Regions from separate parts of the Anser cygnoides genome. Here region 1 is linked to region 2. Evidence: chromatin contacts called from public Hi-C data. All regions are on one chromosome and are shown on one strand. The core of a region is the stretch at or near the end of the contact, and the rest is flanking DNA. Distances in the headings are between cores, read along the strand shown.

What was found. Hi-C and Micro-C count contacts between places; a contact is called where the count stands out from the background.
Region 1: a contact with region 2 is called in a Hi-C map of liver, with 2.4 times the contacts expected there. The contact joins the promoter of GC here to the promoter of LOC106043950 in region 2. A contact is called at or near these places in 2 of 7 Hi-C or Micro-C datasets (both in liver).

Annotation. Positions count from the first base shown.
Region 1 is chr4:65,068,773-65,074,698 of Taihu_goose_T2T_genome, forward strand. GC (GC vitamin D binding protein) reads right to left here and starts at 3,264. Exons shown (of 12, transcript XM_013193799.3): 1 at 3,088-3,264; 2 at 1,268-1,337; 3 at 680-812; 4 at 365-576. The coding sequence starts at 3,148. It overlaps LOC106043994 (a long non-coding RNA gene), which reads left to right. Exons shown (of 3, transcript XR_001212047.3): 3 at 2,277-2,839.
Region 2 is chr4:64,317,558-64,323,625 of Taihu_goose_T2T_genome, forward strand. LOC106043950 (16 kDa beta-galactoside-binding lectin) reads left to right here and starts at 4,541. Exons shown (of 4, transcript XM_013193722.3): 1 at 4,541-4,695. The coding sequence starts at 4,687.

The DNA.
Region 1 (5,926 bases), core at 2,014-4,513, 750 kb after region 2:
GTATGTAGTAGTGTGAGCTGTAGGGTGTTATCACCTCCTCATCCCTGTGGATGGCAGCAGTCAGTGTGGCTGAGTCTGACTGGTGAGTGCTGCAGTGTTTAATACAGCTTCTTTATGGTTAAGGCACTTTTGCAAAGTGAAATAGTGACTCTTGGGAGAGAGCTTGGTGGCCCTAAGTGAAGGAAAGGTGGAAACCTTCATATTCCATCTAAGAAAGTAAAGGATGGGCTTCAGGATGAACATGAAGAAGCCCTCCAGATTGCTATCAACTTTTTGTCATTATCCAGATGTTGACCAGCATGTGTGCACCCTGGCTTGGCATCCCAGCAAGACTGAGTGCTTCTTCTAGCCTCCCAGCCCTTACCTGTCGGCAAAGTCCTTGGGGTCCTTCTTGAAGGCCTGGCAGATTTCCTCGTTGGAGGGCTCGATGTAGTGGGGCAGCTGGCGGGGTGGATGCTGCAGGGCAGCCAGGCACAGCTTCTGCTCCAGGCCCTGGTGGACACAGCAGGCGGCTGTCCCTGGGTGGGCAGGGAAGGGCGAGTCGGGGCCACAGGACTTGGCTGACAGGGCTGAAGACTGCAGGAAGGGAGAAGAATGCTTGCCTGGGGTTGGAGGCTGCTCCACCAAATTGAACATGTCCACGGTTTTAGGGACTGACAGAGGGTAGTGGTCAACCTACCCCAGCATCATAGCAGGAGGGGTCAGCGCCATCGGTGCAGCAGGTCTCTGCCAGCGAGACAATCTCTTGCACGAGGTGGCTGATCTCCTCGAAGGTGGCGTTGGAGAACTTCCTGCTGCTCATGATGAGGGTCCTGGGAGCAAAGGCAACAAGAGGATGAACTCACTGTGTTTTCTAAAAGCCTACATCAACATCAGCCTGATGAAACTCAGTCTAACAAAACCACATGGAGAGCATCAACATTAGTCCCACAAGAACCAGCAGCACATCCTCAAAAACTGTGACTGGTCTCTGCCTGGAGCAGATCTCAGGCTGGGGCTGCCATGGCCAGGGGGATGTGCACCAGCTCTTACGACTCCTTGCTATTTGGCCACCTAACCGGTTTTGAGGAGTTCAGTTGTGGAACAAGCTTTTCTCCTGTAGGTAGGCCCATTTAGAGTAATAGGAGCCCTTGTTTGCAGGGAGTGAATAAATGACCAAATAAATCAGCCAGTTTCCAAGCTATTTTTTAATTCTGGGGGGGCCTTGGCTTATATGCTGAATTTGCATGCTGAATTTGGGAGGGTAAATATTGTAGGAGGTACCTACAGGGTTCGGAAGTCATCCTTCCCCATGGTTTTGTACTCTTGGCATACTTTGTCCCGGACATATGCTCTACCTGTAAATGCAGAAAAAGAAGAGTTTGGGATCAGTTCCCTGATTCTGCTTATGTGGGTGCCTCATTCCCATGAACCTTCTCCCTGCAGAAACAAATAAAAAACCAACACTGCTCAGCTCCATTGGGCCTACTGTAGGATATAATTCAGATATTTCTCCTTTTGCAGGGGAAAACCATTATTAAGTACTTCATGCTGTTTTGGGGAGCTGAGATGATGTTTCTCTTCTTCCCATATATTTATGCAGAGATGTTCATACCATGTCTGTGTTTTACTCTCATTCTCATTTCCCTTCTTGGCAGTCCTAAATCACACAGGTCTCATCTGAAAACAGGAATCTTGCCTTATTCACTTTAGGGCTGTTTTTTAGCATGCAACAGCTTCTCCTCTCATGTCAGACCAGGCTGTAGTCCCTAATGCTTGGGAAAATGCTGCCGCTGCCCAGCCCATTTGGGGGAAGTGGCTCTGTTGCCTGGGTTGTGCTGCTGCAGTTTGCATCCAAAACAAGGGGGAGAAGGGGGAACCCTCCCTGTAGTTGAGAGAACTGCGGGAAAATGTCAAGCACACTCGGCCCTTACCCACACGGACATTTCTATATGGCTGAAACAGACAGTGTTGGTTTTTATCTGGGGCTGTGGAGGTCAGGAGCAGGCAGCAGCAAACACATCCCCAGCCCCTCTTTCATCCCTTAGACGCAGTATTGATTTTTTCTTGCAAAAAAAGGCATCACTTAGACTTTGCTACTGTCAGGGTAAACATTGATACTGTGCTGGCCTCTCTGCTGCAATATTGACATGATCTTCCCTGGGGATTTTGGACCAGAAAAGAACCCCCTCACCCCCCCCTTGGGATCCCAGCCACAGCTACATTCTCCTGTCTGCATCTCTCACACTCCTGCCAAATCTCTGCTTTAGCCTACTTCCCCTTTGCTTTTTCGGCAGGGTGTCAGCCCCGGCCTCCACCAATGCGACACGGGGTCATTTTACCCAAACCACAGGGTTATGCACCGTTATATCAGCCAAAGGTCAAATTGCTTCAGTATGGAGAAAAAAAAAAAAAAGGTAAGGGTAATTTTGCAAGGTTGCACTTGTGGGGGGAAGAAGTTTTTGTAAAAAGGTAATTCTGGGGCTTTCAGCATGAAATTAGAGGCCATTTGGGGGGGGATTTGTCTGCCGGTAACCAAGCAAAGCTCTGGGAATAGAAAAGCAAGAGAGAGCTCTGTGGCTACAAGCAGTAGGTACAAATCCTAGCATTTCTGCAGAGAAAAATACATCTCTGAAGCAGAGGGAATGAAGAGGGCAGACAGCACTTTGCTGTGATTGTTTGAGGATTTGTTGCTGTCATTACCAGGGAGATGGTCCCTGGAAGGAAGGGAAACCTGCAGACCGTCCTAGCAGGATGAGCATCAGGGTGTCTAGCTGTAGGTGCGTCTTGAAGTCTTGAATTCCTTTTCTTTCTCAGAATCCAGTACTGAAGACATATGTTTGGCTGTTTGTTTAGTTTTTTTTAGCAGGTCTATGCTTCCCCGCTGAGCAGCAGAGGAAGCAAAATGTTGCTCATTGTGAGCAGAGAGCACAGTCCTAGACATTCAATTCACTTAGCTCCATACGGAAAAAAGAGCCAGGGGTGGAAAACCCCATTTTTGAGTTTACTGACATTAATACACAGGATATCATGGACCCTGTCTAGTACAGGGTGACAACTCCATTGCAGCCACCGCAGTACAAGGATTTCAGGGGTAAGCGCTCTTACCTCGGTGTTCGGCGTGGGTTGCGGCAAAGAGCAGCAGCAGGAGGGTGACAGCCGCCTTCATGGTGCAGCGTGGCCACGGCAGGGACAGCAGTCACTGCCACTGCTCTCCCTCCCCGTGCAAAAAGCAGCAGTGGGAAACCCAAACCAGAATTTATATGGGGCTCCTGAGCGTTGTTGGATCAATGATTAATCCTGGTAACAGGACACGGGGAAAGCATCCTTGGCCCAGGGTGCCAGCACCTCTAAAATGGGGCTGATTTTAATAATTAACCCAGAGAAAACAGCAGCACATTGCTATGGGACTCCAGAAAGAGAGTTTCTACCCATGACCCGTGCAAAAGCAGATGTACGGGGGAAAGTGTCCCGTGCATCCTATGAGTGCAAAGCAGTGTGCTCTGAGCCTGATAAGAGGTCCTTGCAGATACTTGTGAGGATGCAGATGGCTCTTTTGGGTGGAGACAGGTGACGGACAGGTATCAGCCTTGGGGAAGGCAGACAGCAGGCATCGTGGCTGGGAAATGCAGCAAAAGCCAGGGTGCTTTCCCCTGCGAGACACCCCACTGAAGCAAATATGCCAGCTGAAATGTTGTGCAGCACAGTGACAATTTTTTTTTAGGTGTGCAGAGTAACAACAAACTTAAAACGCTTGGAAGGATTCATTCATGACCTCTAGAGAGCAGAGCAGTGTTTGGTTGCCATATATTTGTGGAAGAAAAATGGATAATATGTTATTTTTGTATAAACACATATTCTGTTTCTCCTTTGACTATCCCACATGATTCAAGCTGTCACTTGGTTCACTGCTAAATTACCACCTATTTGATTCTTTTTTTAACAAAATCCTGTGTGAATCCGCTATAAACAGCTTCAGGGTAACAGCTTGTGAACTCCTCCAGAGCACGGGATGCTTCACGATTCATCCACTGGTGCAGAGCAGGGCAAACACGGCAGCTCTGCACAGGTCCTGCTGGCTGGGACACGGGTGCTGACAGCCCCAAATTGGCCCTGTTTCTTGTAGGACAGTCACTAACATGCTCATGAGAAGCCAGAAACAAGTCCAGCAAACAATAATAAGCACAGCGGCACGTCATAAAATCAGCTTTGAGTCTTAATTTGAGCTGTGTCTGGAGAGAAATGGCTGAGGCACCAGATGTTGCCACTCAGGAGATCACCCAGACCCTTTCCCAGCTAATCCCTAGCCAGAGAGAACCCATTTAACAGCAATTTTGTCCATTTATTTCCTTAGAAATGTGCTTTTGAAGAAAGGGAATTGATTGGAAATAGCATTTGAAACACTGGGTGAAGCATTGGGATGAGTTATTTGGTGGCACTTTGGGGCAAGCCCCTTTGTTTTCTTTCCCTTGGGGCCACTTGGGTAGCGCCTACCAACTGCTGCCCTATTGCATCGTCACCGGGCGCTATGACTTCACAACTTGCCACGTTCATATCTGTGGGGCAGCTGGAGGGGGGACCCCAGAAAGCATGGAGGCGACATCGGGCACGTCAGGGTACCAGCGTGGCCGGCAGCCCCAGCGCAGCTGCAGCAGGATGAGATTGTCTTTCAGCTTCCCCAGGGAGCAGAGCAAAAGCCAGCAGCAGCTGAACATCAGCATGAAGCGAAGTAAAAGTGTGGGTGATGGAAAGAAGCGCTGATAAACGTGGTGGTTTATCAGTGGAGAAGCAGCAGTGGTGGGGCACAGTGGTGATGCAGGGAACTCACGATACTCTCTCTGCCCCACAGCTCCCAAATCTCCACTGCAGTAGTCCAGGAGGAAAAGGACAGCCCAGTAACTCGGTTCCCCGCAGGCTCCTGCACTGGCAGCTTCCCTGCTCATTGGCCACCACCAGCAGAATGTGATATCCCCGCATCCCCTCCCCAAACGGCCCGCTGCTGCCTGTGTGGTGCAAGCCTGCCAATAAAGTCCTGAAAGTATTCCTGTCTCTTGTCTGGTTGCTAGTGCTGTGCTGCTGGAAAGGGGCTGTGGGGTGGCGGGGAGAGGGGCAAAGGGGGCACGACTGAGTTGGGGGGTGAGAGCCACTGGGGAGAGGGTCCTGGGGTGTGCTGAGCCCCTGAAACTTGACGGAAAGCAAGGCACAGAGGAAGGTGGTGCTGAGCCAGGAGGAAGCAGTCCAGAGGTCTGTTTCCATCCCTGTTCATGGGCATGTGGTGCTGGCTTGTCCCAAAGGTGCTTCTCTGTCGTACCGGGACAAAGGAAGGCACAACTGTGGTCTGAGCAGCGATGAGGGGAGCAGGAGGGGTTAGGGCAGCTGTTTCTGTCCTTTCTGGCCCCAAACAACATGGCTGCAGAGCAGCTGGGCTGCATTCCCAAGTCTGGCACAGACCCTGATGGTCTCAGCAGCGTTTAAGTTGTTACATTTTTATTTTAAAGGAACCTCTTTAAAAATAAACGCTTATCCCTGAGGACTTGGCAAAGGCCAGGAGAGGGAGGAAAAATAATAATGAAACAAACAGAAAACTGAAGATTGAGGCCGGAGCCTCAACCTGCCGTGAGCGGCTCATCCCTTGGGCATCGTGGGATGCTGAGGGAGATGCTGCCAGCGCCCCTTTGTGAGCAGGCAGTGGGGCCAGCCCCCCTGCCCATCACCCCTGGCAACGGGGGGGTTATCACCACCGCTCACAACGGGCCCCCTCCCCAGCACCCCCTCCTCACCACCAGTGGAACGGTGCCGAGGGGCCGAGCAGGCGCGGGGATGGCGTGGCACCTCCAGGGCCATGGCAGGCGGCACGGGGGGAGCGGCGGCGGCTGGGACAGGGTACCCCCCAGCCGCAGGAACAGGAAATATCGGAGGTTTTCCAACAAGCCGCTGAGCAAGAAGA
Region 2 (6,068 bases), core at 3,291-5,790:
AAACCCATCTTGTCTGGAGCTAGACCACAGGAACATATCGTGCCTGGAAAGTGCTGCTGAGGTATCCCAGGGAAAAGTGTTTCAGGGTGCGCTCCCTGTTGCAGAAGCTTGCAATGTGATCGTAGCTGTCATAAATGTAAAGTTAATATTGTAAATAAATACCAGAAATTGCCAGAGTTGTCAGACCTCTAGAAAATACACAGTTGGAGAGGGGCTGGCAGGTCTGTCCCAGGTGGTGTGCACCTTAGACACTAATGTAGTAAGAAAGGGGGAGGAGGGGTGGTCTAACCGTGCTGCTTTCATAAGTAAGTTGAGAGTAGCGGGCACCTCAAACAGGCAAACGTAAACAGCTCCTTAGAGATGCAGAAATAGACTCTGAGGAGGTGTTTGCCACCTGCACATTTATGAAGTATGGGGATATGCAAAAGTGAGAGAAACTCAAAATAACGAAGCCCCAGTTCTCCTAGGAAGCTAGCAACTTGCTCCCATTGAACCTGCTCCCCTGAGGGAAGAAACACGGGTATTGTTGGCTTGGGTCAGTGTTAATGAGGGATATAAAAATGATGAGGCTTACTTTAAATCCCACTGAAGGGATCAGCAAACTGCTTTCATTGCTCAGTGAGATGGTGCAAGAAGTTCCTTATAATTGACTTTCTAATTAACTTAGAATAGAGGTGCTTCCTTTTTAATAGAGGGGAAGCTGAAATCAGGAAATGCTCTGGGATAAAAATGTAGTGGCATGTGGCCATGCAACCCCAGCTAGCATCCCGAGTGGCCTGGGCCTTCAGACCCTCTTCCTGGCACAAATCCCCCTCTGAAATGGTGCCTGGGGAGGCTCGGTACCCACAGGAGCTGGGAGGGTCTCCCAGCCTCCTGCCAGACTGGGCTGTGGCTCCCAAGTCATGCCTGGTCTTCTCCAGAGCAGCCTCAAGGATTTTCCTTGTGGGGTGTGGGGAGGGCTCCATTTTCTTTCTGGTCTCCAGGCCAGCCCCGAAGCTTTCCCTGTGGATAGCACAGAGCTGGGGACACCATGGTGGTTCCAGGGTTGTAGCCAGCCGTGTAAGGGGTCTTTGGTGCAAAGGGTCCAGAGAAACTGCATTAAAACTCTTCGGGGTTTAGGAGTACTTAACAGGCAAAAAGGTACAAACTTCTGAGAGGAGATCCAAACTAACTTGCCAAAGGAAAAACAGGAAGAATCAGACCAACAGCAGTAGCAGAGGATTAAGTGGAAGTGCCAAATAGCCTTAAATAGGTAACAGCCTTGTAGAAACATTTTCCATTCTAGCAAAATTATTTAGGTTGCAAGAGAAACCAGGGGTTGTTGCTGAGGCCAGGATCCCATCCAGACACTGACACAGATCTTCGCTAAGGAAAGCACAAGAGGAAGGAGCTGTCTGTACTCAGTGAACTGGGCCACGGAGCAACATAGGCTTTGGCTCACTAGAAAAGCGAGGAGTGCTTCTTGTTTCTCCGGTCTAATCCTTGCCCTAGTGAAAACGTACTGGGGAGGTTTCTTGTCCTTCCCTGGCCAGCAGAAGTGACCCTAGTGTGAGTGTTTCTGCTGCTCGGAGCAGCTTTCCCTGTGTTGGCTCTGCAGGCCCTGCCGGCGAGCAGAACTGCTCCTCCTGGTACATACTGAGCCCTGGGAAAAGTGGGGGTCCCTTCCCTGCTCTGGGCCAGGCACCCCTCTACGTGCTGCCTGGGCCATGAGGCAGCAGGTTCTGAATGACGAGAATGGCCACGGCATCCGTGAGAGAGCCAGCAGCAGAGGTGTGTGCTCAGCCCTCCCCAAATCAGAGCTCTCCTGTAGCATGTCATTTCTAGTGACAGGAGTCATTACCAGAGATAAGGCTTGCCAAGGGCTAGGGTGTACCTTCTCCTGCAGAAGATTAAAAAGAGCAATAATCAGCACATTACATCTGCTTGGCATTTATATTTTTAAAAGCAAATCTGCGGCATTTCTGGGGACTGTTAGGAGAAAATCACACTGGCTGACTGCCTTCCTCCAGTCTGCGCAAATTGAGAGAAAAACTATGGGTTTGGGCTGGGGACCTGGTGCTGGGCAGGGCCTCCTGCCCTCAAGAGTGAGCCCTCAGAGCCAGGTGCTGCGAGGGCACCCTTAACTAACCCCTGGGGAAAATTCCCCTTGGCATCACCCTCTGGAAGAGCAAGATAAGACTCTCCCTGCCTCTGCCAGAGCTGCCTGGCAGGTGCACCACCTCCTGGAAAGCTCGCCAGGCTGCAGGCCCTGAGAGTTACTGCTTGTGCTGGGAGCCAGACAGAAGGAGCACCGGCCCTCCTCCGCACCCCCGCTCCTGTCCTTCATGGGATGAGGCTGGGCAGCGTGGCCTTGCTTTGTAGCCTCTGCCCCTCTACAAACTCCCTGGAAGGGAAGGAGACACACTGGGGAAGTTTCTCCCACTTTTTCCTGCTGGAGGCTGCAAAAGGGAAGACGTCCCTTCTTTTGCCTCCCCACTGTTGCCTTTTTGCTTGGAATAAAGGAGGGCGGTTTGGCATCTTGGCACTGCTGTCTGAGACTAAACACTGCTGATTTTACGGGACCTAAGACCAGGAGCGCTGTAAATCAGGGGCAAGACCAGAGGGTTTGCTGCTAATGCAGCCTGGCTGCCAGTGCGGAGCACTCAAGGAAAACAAACAGTGTGGTCTCCTGTGTGTTACTAGACAGATAGCTCCCTGTCTGGACGAAAGGGTGGGAGGAGGAGATATCAGGCGAAAAAAGCAGCTCACGAGAAATGTGCATTGTGGAAGGGGAGTTGGGGTGCACAACACTATGGCACTGTGTGCCCCCAGCACTACAACCCAACTTGGCAGCAGCTCTGCCTCCAGAAAAAACACTGCAGCACTGAAAGGAGGAGAAATCTCCAGGGGTTTTGCAGAGCTGAATGGAAAACAAACACAAAAACCCAACCGACCAAACAGAATTTGCTCAACCCCTCACACGTGGCAGCAAACAGGGGAACAACTGCAACTAAAGCCTCCAACACGTGATCCCCATTAACATCGTGCCAGAGACTGGGGCAAACTTAAGGTGGAATTTCTTGGGGTTTCTCCACGCTGCCCATGCTGGGGGCTGCTCCTGGTGGCATTCACTATGGGCACAGGGTCTGCTCCTGCAGCTGACTCCTGGCTTCAGCGTGGCCCTCGTGTACACGTGTTATGGCCAGGGAGTGAGCTGGAGGCCAGAGGACGTGTGGGATTTTCCCACCAGTACTTTTAGTCAGCATTTTGCCTTCTTTCATATACCCCAGTCACAGGGCTCCAATTCAGACCTGTGACTTTCTAGTTCAAATGCAGCTCAGCTTTGATTCGCCCGGAAGCATATGGGATGCAGAAATGCCTCGGGAATGTTCAGAAACGGGTGTTGGGGGGAGCTGGGGTGAAGGATGGTGTCAGGAGTCAGGATGTTGTTCGTGTAACAGCGAGCACGGTCTGCTGAAGTGTCAGCAGCCTCCTGCATGGCAGCATGTCTCCTTCTGCTACCTAGCCATAAATTCCTGCGCTCGGTGTCATAAACTGCCCCACACAGCCCACCCTAATGTTATCTGCAGATTTGTATCTCACAGGCCAGTCAAGGCTTAACCAACAAGTAACGCGCTGCATTTACACAGCAGCTCTGACCCAAGTTGTACAAGTGGAGCTGTGAAGCTGCAAGTCATTAGTGTCCCTTCATGCATGAGGGAAACTGAGGCACGGAGGCCTGAGGACCCTGCTAAGGCTAACCCAAAGCTACACGCGGCACCCAGCTGACCTGGCCACGCAGACACACATAGCACCACCGCTGCTCCCACCTTCCCCTCCCTGCTCTGCAAAGCCCCTCGGGGCAGGGACAGTGTGCTTGTAAGGGATGCAGCAAAGGTGAACAGCAGGAGTTAGGGACCAGCTGGGAAAACAGCCTCCTTCCTCGCTGCTTGCAGTCAACCCTGCCCAACTTCTCTGTCCGCCAAAAAAGCATTTCTCTTTTCCCTTTGGAGTCTGAGACTGGAATCAATCCAGCGAGATCACGCTACTTTTTAAAAGCTGCAGCCTGAATTCTCACATCTAGTAGTGCCTCACACCAACAGCCTTAACTTTCAGGCACTTTTTAAGCGCTGGCACTGAACTCCACAAACTATTGGGTTTTATTGTACTGTAAGCAGTAATGTTTCATACCCTGGGGCTCCCGACAGCCCAGTCTCCTTGCAAGGACGAGGCCAGGCTGAGAGGGTGAGCACACACATATTCTGAGAGGCAGTCGCTTTGCAGCAGTAACATGAGGACTCCAACCCTGATTTTAGGCAGGGATCACTTAACAAAAAGCAGCCACCTCGCTGCAGGCACAGAGCCACACTCGGGCTGTGAGCCAACATACACTGCATAGCAGCTAGAAGAGCTTACAGTAAGGATTTCTAGGATCACGCAGAAGCAAACAATTGCTAGCTTTAAAAAAATCACACACATCCTGCCCACAAAGAACAATATCAATAGAGATCTCCCGCTGCCCACTTTAAATGGCTGGGAAAGCTCCAGCTCCCAAACAGCTGCAACTGATCCCCTTCTTCGCCCCCCCTCCATCATGTGATGGTCCTGCCCAAGTGATTTAAGCTGCTGGAGCCGAGTGCTGAGTCACGCTGGGCTGTGGAGCAGGGGCTCGGGGGCGTCCTGCCTGGTGGGGCTGGGATCTGCAGCATGGAGCAAGTGAGTGCCCTCTTCAAGCCGGACTGGTGTGCCAAGCAGGACTAGGGTTTGCCTGCCTGCCTGCGGGTTTTGGGCTTGGTGCCAAAGGTAGGAGAGGAAAAGGATTAGCTGAGAGGAAATGCTCAACTGATATGTGGCTGTGGGAGGAACAGTTAGGGTTGACCAGACGTTTTTCTTTTCCCCCCTCTTCTCTAGCATGTTATCTAAGTGGGAAAGCTGTTTTAATGCATGTTTGTATCTTTGAGTGCTCTAAAGTTTTGGGACCAGTTTGAATGCCCTTTTTCCCTTAAGCTCCTTATTTTCCTTCTGGAAAAACGCATTTTGGATACAGGATGGGGCTAACAGTATAGCAGCAGCAGCGGAAAGCAGGATGGCAGTGTGTGCTGACTGTGCCCTGAGCTCCCTTTTCCTCCAAAGGTCTGTCCCCTGCTCCACACGGAGGCTGTGTGCCTGTAGGGCTCTAGAAGCAGAGCCAGAAGGCAGTGTTAGTGCCACAGCAATAAGCAGCTTAGCGGCTGCAGGGATCTGACCTCAGCAGGGACTAAGCAGGGAGCAGACATGAGGCTGAGCACTGCTTGGGCTGGGTGGCCATCTGAGGGGGCTCTGGGTGCTGGAGCAGTAGCCCTAGTGGGCAATGGGACCAGCCTGAAGTTAGTCTCCCTGCTTTATCTGCCACGTGGTTAAGTGCAGCTCAGCATTACTGCATCTGGGCCTGGAAGCACAGGCACCAAAGCATGGCTTGAGTTATGCCTAACCTCACCAAACAGCTCCTTCCCCTTTGCTGAGGGAGGCTGGGGGATGTTAAGCCCTCCTTGGGAGGTGTGAGGCTTGGGGACTGAATAATCTGGCTCTGAGGATAGGAACAAGCCCTTGTCTGCCCCATGAGAGCTTCCCTGGGGCTGTTCTGCTTTAGTGGGCTGCAGCCAGAAGTGGCTCCACTGCCCCCTCTCTTTCTGCATGCAGCTCTAAGACAAGTGCGCAACCTTTTTTTTTGGTAGCCCCTGTAGGCTGGAGACATGCCTAGGGAGGGGGAAGGATGTAATGTTATAAAAGCTGCGTAACTGCCATTAAACCTGTGCTAGTGCCTGCTGCTGACTTGAAGGCGCAAGCTTGCTTGTGAGGATGTCTTTTGTAGCAGTTGATAAAACAGCTGCTAAATCACCCCCCTGACCTTGCTGCAGTGGGGTGAGCACCTCACTGTCAGCTTGTGGTGCTCAGAGGGGTGGTGGACGCGCCAGGTGGCTGTGAGCCTGGATTCCCTGGTGAAGGTGGCTGGGCTGACTCAATCCCTGCCCTAGCACTAAACTGCAAACGCCCTTGGGTCTGCCAGACCTGGTTTGTGCCTTGGTCCAGGCAGCGCTGGAAGGCTTGCT